Linked DNA regions of Mus musculus: regions 2, 3 and 4 are each linked to region 1. A link is a contact called in public Hi-C data. All regions are on one chromosome and are shown on one strand. The core of a region is the stretch at or near the end of the contact, and the rest is flanking DNA. Distances in the headings are between cores, read along the strand shown.

Evidence for each region. Hi-C and Micro-C count contacts between places; a contact is called where the count stands out from the background.
Region 2: a Hi-C map of the N1E-115 cell line shows a contact between it and region 1, with 4 times the contacts expected there. The contact joins two enhancer-like sites.
Region 3: a Hi-C map of the N1E-115 cell line shows a contact between it and region 1, with 2.9 times the contacts expected there. The contact joins two enhancer-like sites. A contact is called at or near these places in 1 of 15 datasets of contacts at CTCF or cohesin (the NIH/3T3 cell line) and 1 of 484 Hi-C or Micro-C datasets (the N1E-115 cell line).
Region 4: a contact with region 1 is called in a Hi-C map of muscle stem cells, with 2.8 times the contacts expected there. The contact joins two enhancer-like sites. A contact is called at or near these places in 1 of 15 datasets of contacts at CTCF or cohesin (the NIH/3T3 cell line), 3 of 484 Hi-C or Micro-C datasets (the N1E-115 cell line, adipose-derived mesenchymal stem cells and muscle stem cells) and 1 of 115 datasets of contacts at active chromatin or transcription factors (fibro-adipogenic progenitors).

Annotation. Positions count from the first base shown.
Region 1 is chr15:62,567,740-62,571,440 of GRCm38.p6, forward strand. No RefSeq gene overlaps it. Among named protein-coding and RNA genes, the nearest start is that of Gm41333, 100 kb to the right of the region's middle. Within about 2 kb of position 1,787, at least 71 of the 459 cell types and tissues checked have an H3K27ac peak or open chromatin away from gene starts, as enhancers often do. A contact at or near this core is called in the N1E-115 cell line, the NIH/3T3 cell line and muscle stem cells, where this site is marked.
Region 2 is chr15:62,220,826-62,224,526 of GRCm38.p6, forward strand. The region is part of intron 2 of Pvt1 (Pvt1 oncogene); the gene reads left to right. Among named protein-coding and RNA genes, the nearest start is that of Pvt1, 180 kb to the left of the region's middle. Within about 2 kb of position 2,041, at least 62 of the 459 cell types and tissues checked have an H3K27ac peak or open chromatin away from gene starts, as enhancers often do. A contact at or near this core is called in the N1E-115 cell line, where this site is marked.
Region 3 is chr15:62,256,530-62,260,230 of GRCm38.p6, forward strand. It overlaps Pvt1 (Pvt1 oncogene), which reads left to right. Exons shown (of 5, transcript NR_132747.1): 5 at 1,892-3,686. Among named protein-coding and RNA genes, the nearest start is that of Pvt1, 220 kb to the left of the region's middle. Within about 2 kb of position 1,647, at least 102 of the 459 cell types and tissues checked have an H3K27ac peak or open chromatin away from gene starts, as enhancers often do. A contact at or near this core is called in the N1E-115 cell line, where this site is marked.
Region 4 is chr15:62,285,606-62,289,306 of GRCm38.p6, forward strand. No RefSeq gene overlaps it. Among named protein-coding and RNA genes, the nearest start is that of Pvt1, 250 kb to the left of the region's middle. Within about 2 kb of position 1,891, at least 75 of the 459 cell types and tissues checked have an H3K27ac peak or open chromatin away from gene starts, as enhancers often do. A contact at or near this core is called in the N1E-115 cell line, the NIH/3T3 cell line and muscle stem cells, where this site is marked.

The sequences.
Region 1 (3,701 bases), core at 537-3,036:
TTGGGCTTGCTCCTTCCATGACCTCAAACCAATCTGTGTTTGATTTGGATCCCTTCAAACACCTTGGAAGGAAAAGGCAAAATGGCAGGGCATTGTTATTTTACTCTTTGACAAGGATATCTAAACATGCTCTGGTAAAGGAGAAGGTTTTCAGCTTTTAGGAAAGTGGCATGTGACTGAAGAACAGAGGGAGTTAGCCTGCTGTCAGCGACAACTGCCCAAGTGGCCTCAGGAGGAAGAGATGGAGAAGCCTCTGCTGAGAGACACGCTCTTCCTTTACCAAGGGATAGAAATGGTAGAATAGGAACCTATACAAAATATCATTTCAAGGATCAAATGGAGTTTCTCTGATTGCAGCTGGAAACATCTACTTGCTAACGCTGGCGGGTGGGACTCCTGTTCCTACTAAACGCATCTAGTCAGACTAGCTTGCTTCATATTTGAATGCAGAGAGTTCAAGAGCAACCATCCAGGAACCAGCTCGAGTGGTCGAGGAGGTATGTGTCTCACTCAGCCCTGAGCTTGCTTCTTAGCTCTATTCTTCTTTTCAGTTATGTAATTTTGGCCAAATTACCAGATGTGGCTGAGCTCCTGTATCTCTGTACAACTGGATTAATAATTCCTGTCACAAGGAATTATTCTAAGTGCTAAAGAGACAGTGCATGCAAGAGGCTGGCGGTTGTATCTGAAACCTAGCATACATCAACAGAACTTAGTGTGTTATTGATGCTTGTTACCTGCACTGGCATGGCAGTGAGTTCTGCATGTATTTGGGATATTCCAAATTGAGCAGGAAAAAAAAGGTACGTCTGTTTTTAAAATAAGTTCCCATAAAAGTAAGATGAAGGCTATATAAATATTTCTTGAGTATTTATAAAATATTTTCTTATGGATGCATTATTTTAATTCATTAACATTTTAAGAATCACTGGACTAAATTATTGTTTTTTTTTTCCTTTTGTATTCATTTCTCCAGAGATTTCATCCAACCTCTGGAGAAAAGGGGAGAGACAAGAAAGCAGTGTTTTCACTTGATTGAGGCCAAGAACTGGGGGACTGGACAGAGCTAGGTTACAGCCCTGCCAAACGTTCCCTACCTACAGGCTTTGACCTATGTAATAGGAGATAAAACTTACAGTAATAACAATTATAACAATAACAGGTCTGTAGTGCTGAGCTCTCCACCTATTATTTCATGATTCATACAAACACCTTATGGGTGAGATGTCACAATCACGTGTAAGTCACGAGCAATATACCAGATGACATCAGCCACATACTAGGTTCATAGAAAAGGACCTCTGACAAGCAAGACTATCTTCTTACCCCTGCCTTGATTTTCTGAACATAGATGCAGATAGGTTCTGTCTATGTGGCTGCTGAGGAACTGGACTGAACTATTGAGTTAATCAGTTGGCTCTCAAGCCCATTTGTTTCCACAGGAGGCAATGGTAAAACTCATTGCAGTTCACAAACCCTCTGTCTTCTCAGCTCACAAGCATTGCCTCCTGGTTGGTTTGTGCTGGGGTAGAGTGAGTCAGCCAGTCACATGCCTGCTCTCAGGGCCACTGTCCAGGTGAGAGGCACAAATGCTGCTCACACTGCTCTTGACCAGCATATCAAGTGTTGCCCGGACCTGCAGGTCCTGCTTTTTCACTCCATGGATGGGCTGTGCTCTTTCACTTCGGAGAGAGCCAGCATTGTCAGCTCAACTGCTTCCTTGTGCTCAGTAGCTTGCTGAAGGGTGACTGGCTTGAGACCTTGTTAAAGCTACCCTGCCCCTGTTTTAAAGCATCACTGAGAGATGCTGGAGCTGAGTCACCGTCCACACAGACAGCTCATTGCCAAGATGTGCTGTGCTTTTCTGATGCAAGGAAGAGCAAGTTTCCATCCCTGCTGTAATGTCACCCCGCTGCACAGCTCAGGCCAATAAAGTTCAACAAACCAGTTTAGCCTGGGAGAGAAGGGGATGAAAGGCTAAAACACTCTTTGATGAAACCCGAGTCTTCCAGGTAAAGGGCAAGTAGCTGGCATGACGAGTGAGCAAAGACATCTTTTGGGAATCTCCCGTTCGTTCTGCCTTTCATCCTGACGCTCTTCTTCACTGGGTGATTTCACATGAAGCAAAAGTGTTGGCTCTCTACCCTTCTCCTTCCTGCCTGCCCCAGTAAATTGTGACCGATACTGTCTGAATCACTAGATTCTTTGGACACTCAATTATCTATGAGAAAACAATGTATCTCACTTCTGACTTACTGCAGATACGCTTAGCTCTTGCACCGAATGGTTTTAAAGGCCAGCAACACCTCCTCCCTAAACCCCTTCATTTAAATTATGTTTATTACTATGCTTGTTTACTCTCAGTCATCCCTCCTTGAGGAAGGGGATCTAAGCATGTGGGACCAGGCTTATTTTGCACTTTAGCTTGGTGGAGGATCTGCAGCAAATGAGCTAATCTATATTTACTGAATTATTAAACTGCTCCCCCACACACACTTTTCAATTGCTTTTCCTGTCCCCCAAATCAGTTTTGCTCCTGTCCCAACCACACAGCTCAATGTTGATAAACGAATAAGAGTTCAAATCAACTCATTATTTTCTGTCCTGAGCTTCCCTAGTCCTGTCTTTTCTTTGCGATGCATCCTCTTTGAGTGTAATTAGCATCAGGACTCTGTGCTGCTTGGAATCTTTCAGTCCTGTCACACAAGGTTTATCCCTGCCTGAAATGTCCTCTCTGCTATATTTTCTCTGGCAAACTTCTGTATGCTCATCTTATATAAGGAACCTTCTTGGAACACCCATCAGGCCCACTCCTCTAACTACAACTGACCCTTCTTTCCTTTGGATCCACAATGAAGTGCTTCAGTTCTGTTTTTTTCCCATTAATTTATCTGTTCACTGTACATCCCAATCCTAGCCTGTCCCCTGTTTCCTCCCAGTCCTGCTCTTAGAAATTTCTCTCCTCTTTACCCCCCCCCCCCCCTTCTTCTTAGAGAAGGGGAAGCCACCTTTGGGTACTTCCCTGCCCTGGGACATCCAGTCCCATGAGGAACTAAGCATATTCTCTCTCACTGAAGCCCAGTCAGGCAGACCATTTAGGGGAGTGGGATACAGTGGCAGGCAACAAAGTCAGAGATAGCTTCTGTTTCAATTGTTGGGGGACCACATGAAGACCAAGTTACACATCTGCTACAAACGCATAGGGGGCCTATGTTCAGTCCCTGCATGTTCCCTGGTTAGTGGTTCAGTCTCTGTGAGCCGCCATTGGCTCAGTTTAATTGAGTATATAGATCTTCTGTGGTGTCCTTGACCACTCTGGCTTGTTCAATTCTATCTCCCCTTTTCCACAAGACACCTTGTGCTCCACCTGATGTTTGGCTCTGGGTCTGTTTCCATTAGCTGCTGGGTCAAGCCTCTCAGGAGACAACCAAATACTCACTATTCAGCCATTCAAAACAAGGACTTCATGAAACTCACAGGCAAATGGATAGAACTAGAAAATATCGTCCTGAGTGAAGTAATCCAGACCCATAAAGACATGTGTGATATGTACTTATGTGTAAGTGGATATTAACCATAAAGTACAGTGTTTCAGTTCTTAATATCTAGTTATGTATTTTCTCTCCACTAACACAATAGCAACTCCAGGATGGAGTAGGGTAGGTGGGGAACGTAGTCAGTTGAAACTGTGTGAGGGCAAA
Region 2 (3,701 bases), core at 791-3,290, 350 kb before region 1:
GACAGGTAGTGAGCCATTGAGCCACTGGGTCCTCTTCTGCCTCCTGTGGACTTCTAGGACCATTACTGGCTAGTCACCGCTCCATCCTTCCTGTCCCATCCCATCATTAGTTTGGACCTTTTTCTGAAAGTAGGAGGATGTGTTCTGGTATTGTATTCTGGGACACTCAGGCTAACGGGTCCTTACTAGTCATTCTTATCTTTGTGCTTCCTGACAGTGGGGCCAAGAGTCTCACTCATCACCATATCTCCACCTTCTAATACAATTCTGGGTATGTGCTTGATACACACTGTAGGGTGCATGAATGAATGGCATAAATGAAATAACAGACAGGCTGGGGATGGTGTTGAGAGGCCACCCTGGCTAGTTATCTGGGCTTGTGTTTCCGGGGGTCTTATCCCCTCTTGTCAGATTCGGGTCCAGGACAACGGTTCTATTGTTCACAGATAGCATAGCCTATCTGAATGCCTCTCTGGGCAGCCCTCTGTCACACCCTGAGCTCCTGCCCTATCTCTGGCCCCACCTGGTCCCCTTGCTGACACCCGTGCGGTGGGCCTGAGGAAAACTTTCATGTAGCCGGCATGACTGCTCCTTGATCTCTTTTCCCCTGTGTAAAAATTCATGGAAGAGTGCACCTGAGTCTCCTTCACTCTCTGCAGTTGCAGGAGGCCTAGATAATAGCTTCCATAACTCCTCAGTGTGACTATCAAACATACAGCTTAATCTCAAATATGGACGTTGTCTGACAGGTCCATTCCTATTCCACTCTGCCGTGGGATAAGCTGAGGTCCCCAATGACATCAAGGTCACATGACAGTAGTAAAAGAGACTGAAATTAGAACCAGCCATCCACCCTGACCCATCTTAGTCCTTTTTTCCATAAGTGGCCCACCCACAACACTAAATTTATTTCTCCTTTCTTACTTTCCTCACTTTCAAGTGGACCAAAGAGAGATTCTACAAATGTGATAACTCAGGATGGTTTTGAGTCTGTTATTAATTAACCGCATCTTGTATCCTTCATGTATCTGAAGGATATCTGAAAGATGTCTTAGGTACGGCCACCCTAAGGAGCTGAAGTAGCTCCTAGAGATTGCCTAGCGAAGGGCTGGGTAACTTCTCTCTTCAGTTTTATTAGCTGTGGTTATTGAATTGGGACATCTTTATAAAATGAAATGCTATATAGCTATTTAAAAGAGTCAGCTGGAAAGAAAAGTATATGACTTATGCACATATTAATTAGTTGAATTTAGACTTCTACAATGTGCATATATATATAAAATATGCCATATTATATATACCATATACCAATTATATATACCATAAATATGTGTAATTTTTATTTGTCAATTAAAATTGTTCAATTGTAGTTACTAATGGATCTTGGAGGCAATGCAGAACATGGTTGAAATAATCACTCTAAAGAATAGCACCAATCTTAGCCATGATGACTTGGCTTTTTTAAAGGAGGGTATAAAATAGCAGAGTGTGAGGTTCACTTCCATCTCCTCCTTAACACACAGCCACGGTCCCCCACATCAGCCATTCAATCTACTGCAGACACGGTACCCCTGTCATGTTCTGTTATCTCTGTCTCTTCGCTGACCTGTCAGTCTTTCATGAAGTCTAGTCTAGCACTGCTTACAGATACAGTGAGATTACCAGGGCCAAGCCAGAATGGACATGTAATGGATTGTCCAGGGATACGAATGAATGAACAAATGAATGAACGAATGAATGAATCAATAGAGAAGAGAGAATTTTCCCGCAATTTCTTTCTACCTTCTACTCCTTGAGTGCATGAAGCCAGTATCTAAGTCCCACTCTCCTCTCTCCCTCTTCTGGTCCCATCCCTGCCCCCTTCCTCTCCTTGAGTATCTTGACTCAACAAGGCTTCCTCATCCTTCCCAGGCTTCAGAGAAATCAGGAGCGGTGAATGATCGAAATGGACCTTTGAGATTACAGTGTGGAGCTGACATTGCCAGTTAAGCCTGGGCAGATCTGACTTAATTGATTTAGTTGTTGGAGCAGAGACAACCCAGAGGCTTGGATCAGCCTCCCCATCTGACAGTGTGCTGGTGAGTCAGATCTGTTGGGGTTTGAGTCTGTGCTCTGGGTACGGCTGCCTGGGTGACCTTGGCTGTGTTACTCACCCTTGTTGAATCTCAATTTCCTGATCTGCAAAAGAAGACTTAAGTGCGGCTTTGGAGGTCCTGGTGAGGATGAGCCTTGATAACGCTGGTGCAAATGCCCTTTAGAGACAGCAGGAGGGTGAAAGTGCTTATTGTGTGTAGAGTAGAGGAGGTTGCTGTCATTTCTCAGGGAGGAATCCCAAGGCCAGGTCAGAAGAGGTTATAATTTGACTCTTGTTCTGTTCGATGCACTTCTCAAACTGCCCAGGGTTTGCAGCTTAAGCGCATAAATTATCCTGCTCCAGCAGACCCTGTGTTCTGTAGTGAGCCATATGTTGGAGGAGATAGAGATCCTTATCTAGCAGAGTAATATTACCCAGCAAGGGATGACATTTCTTATCAGAGGCTGAGGAGTCAGAGATAGGAGCTTTTCTTTTCAATGGCTGCCAGACCTCTATGTCCTGGGCTGGCACGGTGGGTGGTGGGAAGGGCTTGATGCCTAGGAGTGGACAGCTGATGCTGTTGCAGGCATCAGCTGGCCTTCATCTCTTATGACAACCAGGCCTGCTAGGCTTGCCTTGTCAGAAGTGGGTCCTTTAGAGATTTTTGCATGTGGATGCTCTGATAGCGACTAGGCAGAGGGGAGTGAGAAAGGAAGAGGGGAACCTCATAATGGTGCAGGCCAACATTGGGTGGAGGCGGAGCCCCAGCCTGTGTCAGGCTCCCCTTTCTAGGAGCACAGGCAATCCCCTGCTGCATGGACAAAGCCTGGCTTTCTATGCAATGGCTCTGTAGGGTAGGGTATCTCTGTTCCTACTAAAACCAAGCTGTTGGAACGCTTCTATGCTCCTCCCAAGTCAGCTTCCTAGAGGCTCTGTGCCTTGTGCTCTGTCCTGGAAGTTGAGTTGTATGGATGCATCCACAGGGTGACTGAACTGTGAAATGCTCAGCTTCTATCGGGAGGACAGACCTGGAGTTTGTTCTCCCTCTGACACACTGCTGGTACTTTCCTAATTCAGACAGTATCTACACAGAAGGTCTACACAGAACGTGCCATCCCTGTGTTACTTGCCAAGTGGTCCCCTTAAAGCCTCAGTTTCTTTGTCTATAGCAGGATGAAGTGATGTCAGATCTTTCTATCTCTCCCATGACTAGTTTTGAGGGTCTCAATTTCAAGGCCATGGCTTTCTGAAGGAAAAGAGTTTATGCAGACCCCGAGACCTGTTCTGAGGAAAAGCTCACTGCAGATGGGGTACCATCATGGACCTGGTTGACTCCATGCTTTGGGAATGTGACTTGTATAAAAGGCCCACGATCAGGCTTCTTTCCTTCCTGATTTTTGGGAAGTCTTGTCCTGTCCTGTCCAGCTCTGCTCTCAAGTAATAATCTTGCTTCATCAAAAGGAAAGAGAAGTGGTTTTCTTTCTTCCGGGACCCCTTCCCATCAGCAGTTCCTCTCCCTCTGCTTCTTTCCTGGTAGCCCCACATCTCTGTTTCCATCTGTCTCTTCTCTCTCCGATCAACCTTATCTTGGGGCTTTGGGTTTTCTTGTCATACTCAATTTTGACAA
Region 3 (3,701 bases), core at 397-2,896, 310 kb before region 1:
GCAATGAATATAGCTTCTATCATGGTTCAAATCTGACATGTAGCCACCAATAGGCTTATGTGTAAACGCTGGTCCCCATCCAAGAGTGCAGCCTTCCCAGACAGATCATTCAGATCACTGGAGCCTTAGGGAGGTATTAGCTGTCTAGAAGAGGTTGGTTAGTAAAGATGTGCTTTGAACCGAGTCACCGGGCCCTTGCTTCCCTCTCTGCTTTCTGATCTGACAAAAGCTGCTGCTCACACCATGAATACCACCAGCCACTGTACCTCTTTCTCTTTTAAAGGTCGAAATCCGTTAAAATCATGAGCCAACAATAAACATCTCCTCCCTCAGGCTACTCTGCAGGTACTCTGTCATAGTAACACACCAATTAACACACCACCAGAGCCTACCCAGACACATGCACATACACACACAAACTCACACAACGCATCCCACCCCCAGAACAGAGGTCAGTATTGTATCACATGGATATGGAGACATAGCATCCAGTCCCTAACTTATTTTTGTTATAGTTCAAGGATAAAAGGATTGCCCTGCCCTTCAATGTTTGCACAAGGGAGTATGGATATTTTAATACACAATTATGCAAAATAAGGTGAAAGAACAGAAGGGCAAAAAATGCTGGAGTAGGAGGGGTGACCAGGGACTGAACACACATTCCTGTAAGACCTTTGGAACTACTGTTAGGCTTGAACTTTAAAGGTTTCATCAAATTGAAAGCACTGCCCAGGGCTGGGTTGGGTCCTTGTGGGAGCACACAGGAAACTTCAGATCCAAAGTTAGTTTCATCCCACAGTGTGGGAGATGTCAGAGGCTGTGAGCCTGAGATCCTACACAAGTTACACAGGAACTACAGGCAACTACAGGATGCTTGTCAGTTATGAACAGCTGTATCTCCATCCACAATGCCAGCCTAGAACCTGTGGTCCCATTTTACCAATGAGACAAGGCTCCTTAGTGACATGCTTATCTGTGTATATGCATTCACTGTGCCAGCTCCAGCAACCCAACCTCATGTGGCAGTCACTGGAGCAGCCTAGAGTCTCACTTACATTCTACTATTATATAGCTTAAGGGACCCGTGAATCCTAATTTCTCACTTGTAAAATGGATATTTTTTTAATCATTCCCATATTTTATGGTAATTGTGTATATTTATCGGTGTGGTAAGGCATCTCAATACATGCAAACGTACAATTGGGGTCAGGCTAATGAGTTGTCAATCATCTCAAAAACATCATTGTGTATGGAAACAGTCACAACCTGGCGGCTCTCTTGTGATATGTTGTAGCTCCTCTTTCCTGTATGCTGCCGCAGAATGCTGGAAGTTGTTTTTCCTGTCCACTCACACCAAGGGCTTTCTGATGGTTAAAAAGGTGTATACAAGCCCCTGGGCCCATGTGCCTGACACATTAATCCACTGTGCATGTTACTTACTGAGATTATTATTAGCCCAACAGGACAGGGAGGAGTATTGGGGGGGGGGGGTCCCTGGGGTGTGATCACTCCTGTTTACTCTTTGGATGGTGCCTGCCTGGCCAGGGATCATGAGTTTGTTTTTCTGGTACGGAGGTTGCCCTGGTGTTCTGGAGTGACCCCACAGGGCTGACTGAGCTCATTATACAAAGCTGTGTGCTGGGTCCTGTCCAGCTCCATCCAGCCCCGCCTCCTTGCCTGCTAAGCCTGTGTGCCCATGAGCCTCAGGGCTGTCCCTAGCTAGCATTGTTTGCACTCTGGAAAAGCGTGCAAACCTTTATTCAGAACCATCCCTAAGTCTGCTGGCAAATACAGTTTCTTTCCCCTTCTGGGGGACTAGAAGGGGAAAAGCTTAGGTCTTCAGTGGCTCCAAGACAATTCTTTTACCTTCTCCACTTTCTTTTTCCTACAGGCTCGGCTCTCCAGTGTGGTTTTCCAACAGGAGTCAAATATTAAAGGACATGAGCGTGTTGGGGAAAAAGATGGATAGTGCTAAACAGCCTGAGTTCATCCTCACTATCCTCTTCATAAGGAGAGCAAGAACAACCCCGGAAATGGCTCATGCTTAAGGTTTCTAACCACGGTCACACCTACAACACACTGATTGACAATATAGGTTACAGTACACATGGCTCTGCTATTTGCTTTTTGGTCACTTTGATATTCCCTGGTACCTGGGAAGAAGGAATCTCCGTTGAGGAGTTGCCTACATTTGATTAGCCCGTAGGCATGTCTCTGAGGCCTTTTCATAGTTGCTAATTGATGGAGGACAGCTTAGCCCACTGTGGGTGGTGCCATCTCCTGGACATGGGGTCCTGGCTTATATCAGAAGGGAAGCTAAGCATGCGCCTGGGAGCAAGCCAGTAAGTAGGTCTCCTCCATGGTCCCTGTCTCTGCTCCTGCCCTTAATTTCCTCAGCGAATGACTGATGCAAACATGTAAGCCAAACAAACCCTTCTTTCCTCTCTGTTACTGTTGGTCGTGGTGTTTATCACAGCAATAGGAAAAAACACTAGGGCAGTGACGTATAAGAGTGCACTGTGCCATTGTGAGGATTCAATATCCTTAGCGATCTTCAGAAAAAGTTTACTATGGTGCCTGGAGCATTGTTATTTGCAGAGATCCCTAGTGGCTCCTGGGCCTCAGTTTCCCTGTCTTCATTCTGTCTGTATTATATAAGCATGGTGTCCATAGCTCTAGCTCTTGCTTAATGATTCAACTGAGTAGGTACAACCATGCTGACCAGCCATGACATGTCCTGCCTGGCCATAGCCTGGAGTTGGACACAGAAACAGGGGCATAGCTGCCTACTGTGTGTGGCACAGTGTGTGTCAAACTCCTGGAGGCAGCCAGGCAGCCATCTCTATATTCTTCCTATCAGAATTCCTTTCACAGGTCCAAGCCATCTTAAGATGGATAAAGGCCTGGCCTTCAGGCAAGGCTATGCCTGTCAGTTCCGAATCTCCAGCTAAGTGGACTTGCAGCCCTCCCTGTCCTCTGGATGTCTGCATCATTCATACAAGGGACACGTTCTCTTTAGAGAAGAGCGTCTTCTGGGCTTCTCCCAGGTTGGAAGTGTCCTCTACTTCTTTCTTCCTGGCAAAAGCACTGGCCTAAGCAGCTCAGGAACAACCTACAATAGAGGGAGGGCCTCTTACCTCGGATGGAAGTGGAAACATAGTCTCCACGTTGGAACTGAGTCTTGGTTATGCTCTGAGAAGTAGCCTGGATTTCTAAGATCTCATGCTCATCGTTTTCTCTGGAGGCCCAACTCTGTTCTCATGAGCCCTGGCACGTTCCCTACCAGCATCTTTGTTTCCTATCTGAGGAGTGCGGATGATGCTTCTCCTGGTAAGGGGTATGAATAGAATTCCTGCCTGTGTTCTATGTGCTGAATCCCAGAGCCTAGAGTAGGGCCTGGGCTCTGGCGATTGACTGGTAAACACTTGTTTTGGAAGAGATAGTAGAGTCTTTGGAGTTCCTGGCACAATCTTCTTGGATAGTTGCCTGTGCCCGTTCTAAACCAGGATCTGACTAATTACAACTCCTCCTGCTTGCATTAAAGTTTTATTGGAACATGGCGGTGTTCACGGTTTTATATGATGTCGTCGAGCTTCTTTGCTCCCGCACTGGTAAATTTAATAGTCATGAGAGAGATATGGCCGTGAAGCCTAAAATAAAAACTATGTGGCACTTGGTTACAAAAATTGGGCTCCTGTTTT
Region 4 (3,701 bases), core at 641-3,140, 280 kb before region 1:
TCAGGAGACTATGGCAAACTGTTAGAATACCCTCTCTCCTGAACAATAACAGAAACATTCGTCCAGTTTCCCCTTCTCTTTTTTGTAGCTTTGATGTAGTCAGTGGCCCATCTGCTAGCCTACTCTCTTTGGTCCTGATCATTCTGATCTGGTTGTGATGGTAGTTCTTTGCCAGTTGAGGACTCCTTTTTTTCTCAACTGGTCATTTTGGTTGCTCTCTCAGACTTTAGCACCATGTTGTGTAGCTCAGGACGCCCCATTCCGCAAAGGAACCTGCCAGTCTACCTAGGGGATTGCACTACCATTTCAGTGTGACCAAAAGTAAGAGAATAGAAGTCAATGCTGGACAGAATGTCACCATATTTGACATTCCTTCTTGATGGGAGAGCAGTGCTGCCAACAGAATTTGCTCCCCAGCCCGTCCTGGGGTGGGAGCAATTGGTGGCAGTCACGGGCAATTGGCAATGCCAAGTCACGAAACAAGTAAATTGTGTTGCAAACCTTCGAGATTGGCTGTATGACCACCACATCTGCTCTGCAAGGAAACACCCATCTCTACATCATAATGTGAGATTGGCTTGTGCAGAATGGCTTTTCAGCCCAAAGCTCCATATGGAAATAGTATGTTTGACATGCTGAAAGTTTAGATCCATAGTCCAGTATCACTGCCTTGACTCGAAATATGTTATCCTCCAAGGTTTGAAAGTGTGAAAATTGGAAAAATTAGCTTATCATAAAAGGTAAATGATTTTCTTTGTAACACGTTTGCATATATCACCATTTGTTGACCACCCCCCACTGGTCTCACCTGTCTCTCTGTACATCACATATATTTTATTATCCTCTCTTAGTGCGTCTCCTACTTCCTTTCCCTCCCCTTCAGGGCATCTCCATAGTCTCCTTTCTACCTTTGTGCCTTACAGAATACCTGTATGTATGTGTGTTAAGTGTTGCTTTAAAACCATAACAATCATACTGCTACTGCCCAGAGCAGTGAATGCTCTGCCAAATTATCTTATTTGGTTTTCGACAAAAGCCTCACGAGGCAGGTAGTTTAATTTCCACTTCCCAGACTAATAAAAAACAGAAGTTCAGGACTGTTCCGTAATGCATTCACAACCACACATGCAAGGAGAGGGTCAAGATTGAAGCCAGCATTCCTCTCGTGCACAGACCCTAATCTCATTACTTTTTACTCATGCATTTCCTCCCCGAGCTGGATACTAACCAGCTGAGCCACATACCTTACTCAACAGCGATGGCTGCAAATACTTTTGTCTGCTTATATGTAAAGCAAGCTACTTAGGAGACAGTGAAAATGACATTAGACATAATACAGAGGCAGAGTCTGTGTGCAACTGTGTCTTGAATGCTTAGATGAGATGTTTTCGTTTCTGTATGCTAGGATCTACAAAATGCATCCCGTTGCTTGAGCCCACTTGTTACGAGGACCTATTCACAGTAGTCACTCAGCTGTATCAAAAGGTCATGAAAAACATCCTGTGGAAAGGCTTTTTTTTTTTTTTTTTTTTTTTTTTTTTCTGGGCAGAGGATCTAGAGTATTTATGAGTCACTTGAAGGCTCTGTTTCCCTCTAGAGATGAGACATTCTAATTCTCCCATCTGTTGAGTTTGACTTACCACTTTCCCCAGAGGAGTCTTGGAGGCAAGGAGAAATCATGCTGACTAAATGGTGGTTGAAATTTGTAGGGTGACTGTTCAGTTTAGCAGAGAATAACTAGAAGGCACACTGTATCACCGCATTTGAAAAATCATTAAAAATGTTCCTGCTTCACATTCCTGTGGCTCCTTAAACTCAACCCTCCAGAGGACCTTCCTCCCTCCCCCTGCCAGCTAAAGCTGTGTCATTCTGAGCTGTGGCTATTGGTCATTTCCTGTCTCATCCATCCAAATGCTTGTTTTATTATGACTGCCATGAGAATGGGCTCTGAGCTAGGGACTGGGTTTCACAGCCATTGGCGGATGTGTTTCCTCCAATGTGGGAGCAGAGGGAAAGAATGCGGGATTCGCCTTCAGGAACCTGCATGCAGTCACCAGCTCTCTGCTAGCACTTGTGCTCATGGGTGTACTACTCAAGCATGTCTCTTTCAAACTGTATTTCTTTTTTGAGTACTTAGAATATATTAGTCCTCTGCTAGATATTGGGAACTGGAAGTACACAAAAATACAATAAAAATAGATCCTCCTATTTTTAGAATTCTGCTCTGATGGGAGACATAAAGTACACTAATAAAATTAGTACAGATGTATGTTGGTAAAATGTATGCTTTGCATGTGCTAATTTAGAGAAGGAAGCATGGGGTTTTGCATAGTATAGTTTTCTATATTAGACAACTATAATGACATGAAATCAGCTTTAAAATAAGCCTTTCTCCACTCCTTTCTTTCCCTTTCCCTCTCTCCCTTTCTCTGATCATCAAGTTCTGTCAATGTATCTGGTAGTGTTGATGTTTATTTTTTTAAAAAATTAAGATCTTTTTTTTTTACTTCATTTAAAGTGTCTGAGATTTTGGCCTTCAAGTATGTACGTGAATTCCTTGCTCATGCCGATGGGTGGTTGTCAGCCACCCTCTGAGTGCTGGGAACTGATCATGGATCCTCTTCCGGAGCAGGAAACAGACTTAACTCTTGAGCTGTGTCTCTAGCTCCCTTGATATGTATTTTGCTAAATAGTAATGGAGACATTCATGCTTGCTTCTGCTTACTAGCATGATAACTTTTGTATTCATTCATCTTTTCTCAGTTTGTATCTTAGTATCAAGTACGTGTCTTATATGAAGGATACAGTCATTCCTTGGGTGCCCTTTGCTTGGAATCTTTAGTGGGTTCAGAGAATGTAATTGTTGGTTTGGTTAGATTCGGGTTAGCCATATGGCTCCATGCTCTGCCATTCATCTCAGGCACTCACTTTCTGTGTTCTCATTTGTCAGGAACTTTTCAGCATTTAATATCTTACTCCGCCTCGTGCTTATATTTCTTTGGTGGTTTTCTAGTGATTATTTTCTAGGAATTATAGTTTGCTTCTTTGAGTTAATGTTGAACGAGGAAACCTGTTTTTATTCCACTTTCAGTTTTGAAAGAAGAGACTTGGTTCATGATTTGGCTTTTCCCTTCCTTTATCTTCCTGTCTCCCTCTGTCTTTCTTTCTTTTTTTTTTAATTTTTAATTTTATTTATTTTTGTTTTTGTGCCCCTTTCTCTATTCTTCATATGTTGAATCTAAGACCTAGTACATGTTAGTCAAGCAGTCTATCACCAAATTACATCACACGCTTGATAATTTTTGTATTATAGATCTTTTTCTTCTTTCTTCTTCTTTCTCCTCCTTCTTCTTCTTCTCCTCCTTTTCCTCCTTCTCCCCCCTCCTCTTTTTTTTTTAGTGGTACTTTCAAGTACTGTCCCAGTATTTTCTGATTCTCATAGTTTTAGATGTGACATCAGCCATCAGTTTTATCTGTGGGCTCCTTCGTAGCATGTACACTTTGACCTCTCTTGGAGCATTTGTCTAAGTCAGACACATTGCACCACATAGATTTGCAAGATGGGGAGATTTAGCATTTCATTTGGGCTCTTACAGTCAGTCTGAATTTCTTAAACTTTTTGTATGTGATGTTTATTCCCAGTCTTTCATCTATGTAAACTAATAAAGTCTCTTTTAACCAAAGCCAGTTTGAACTGTTTT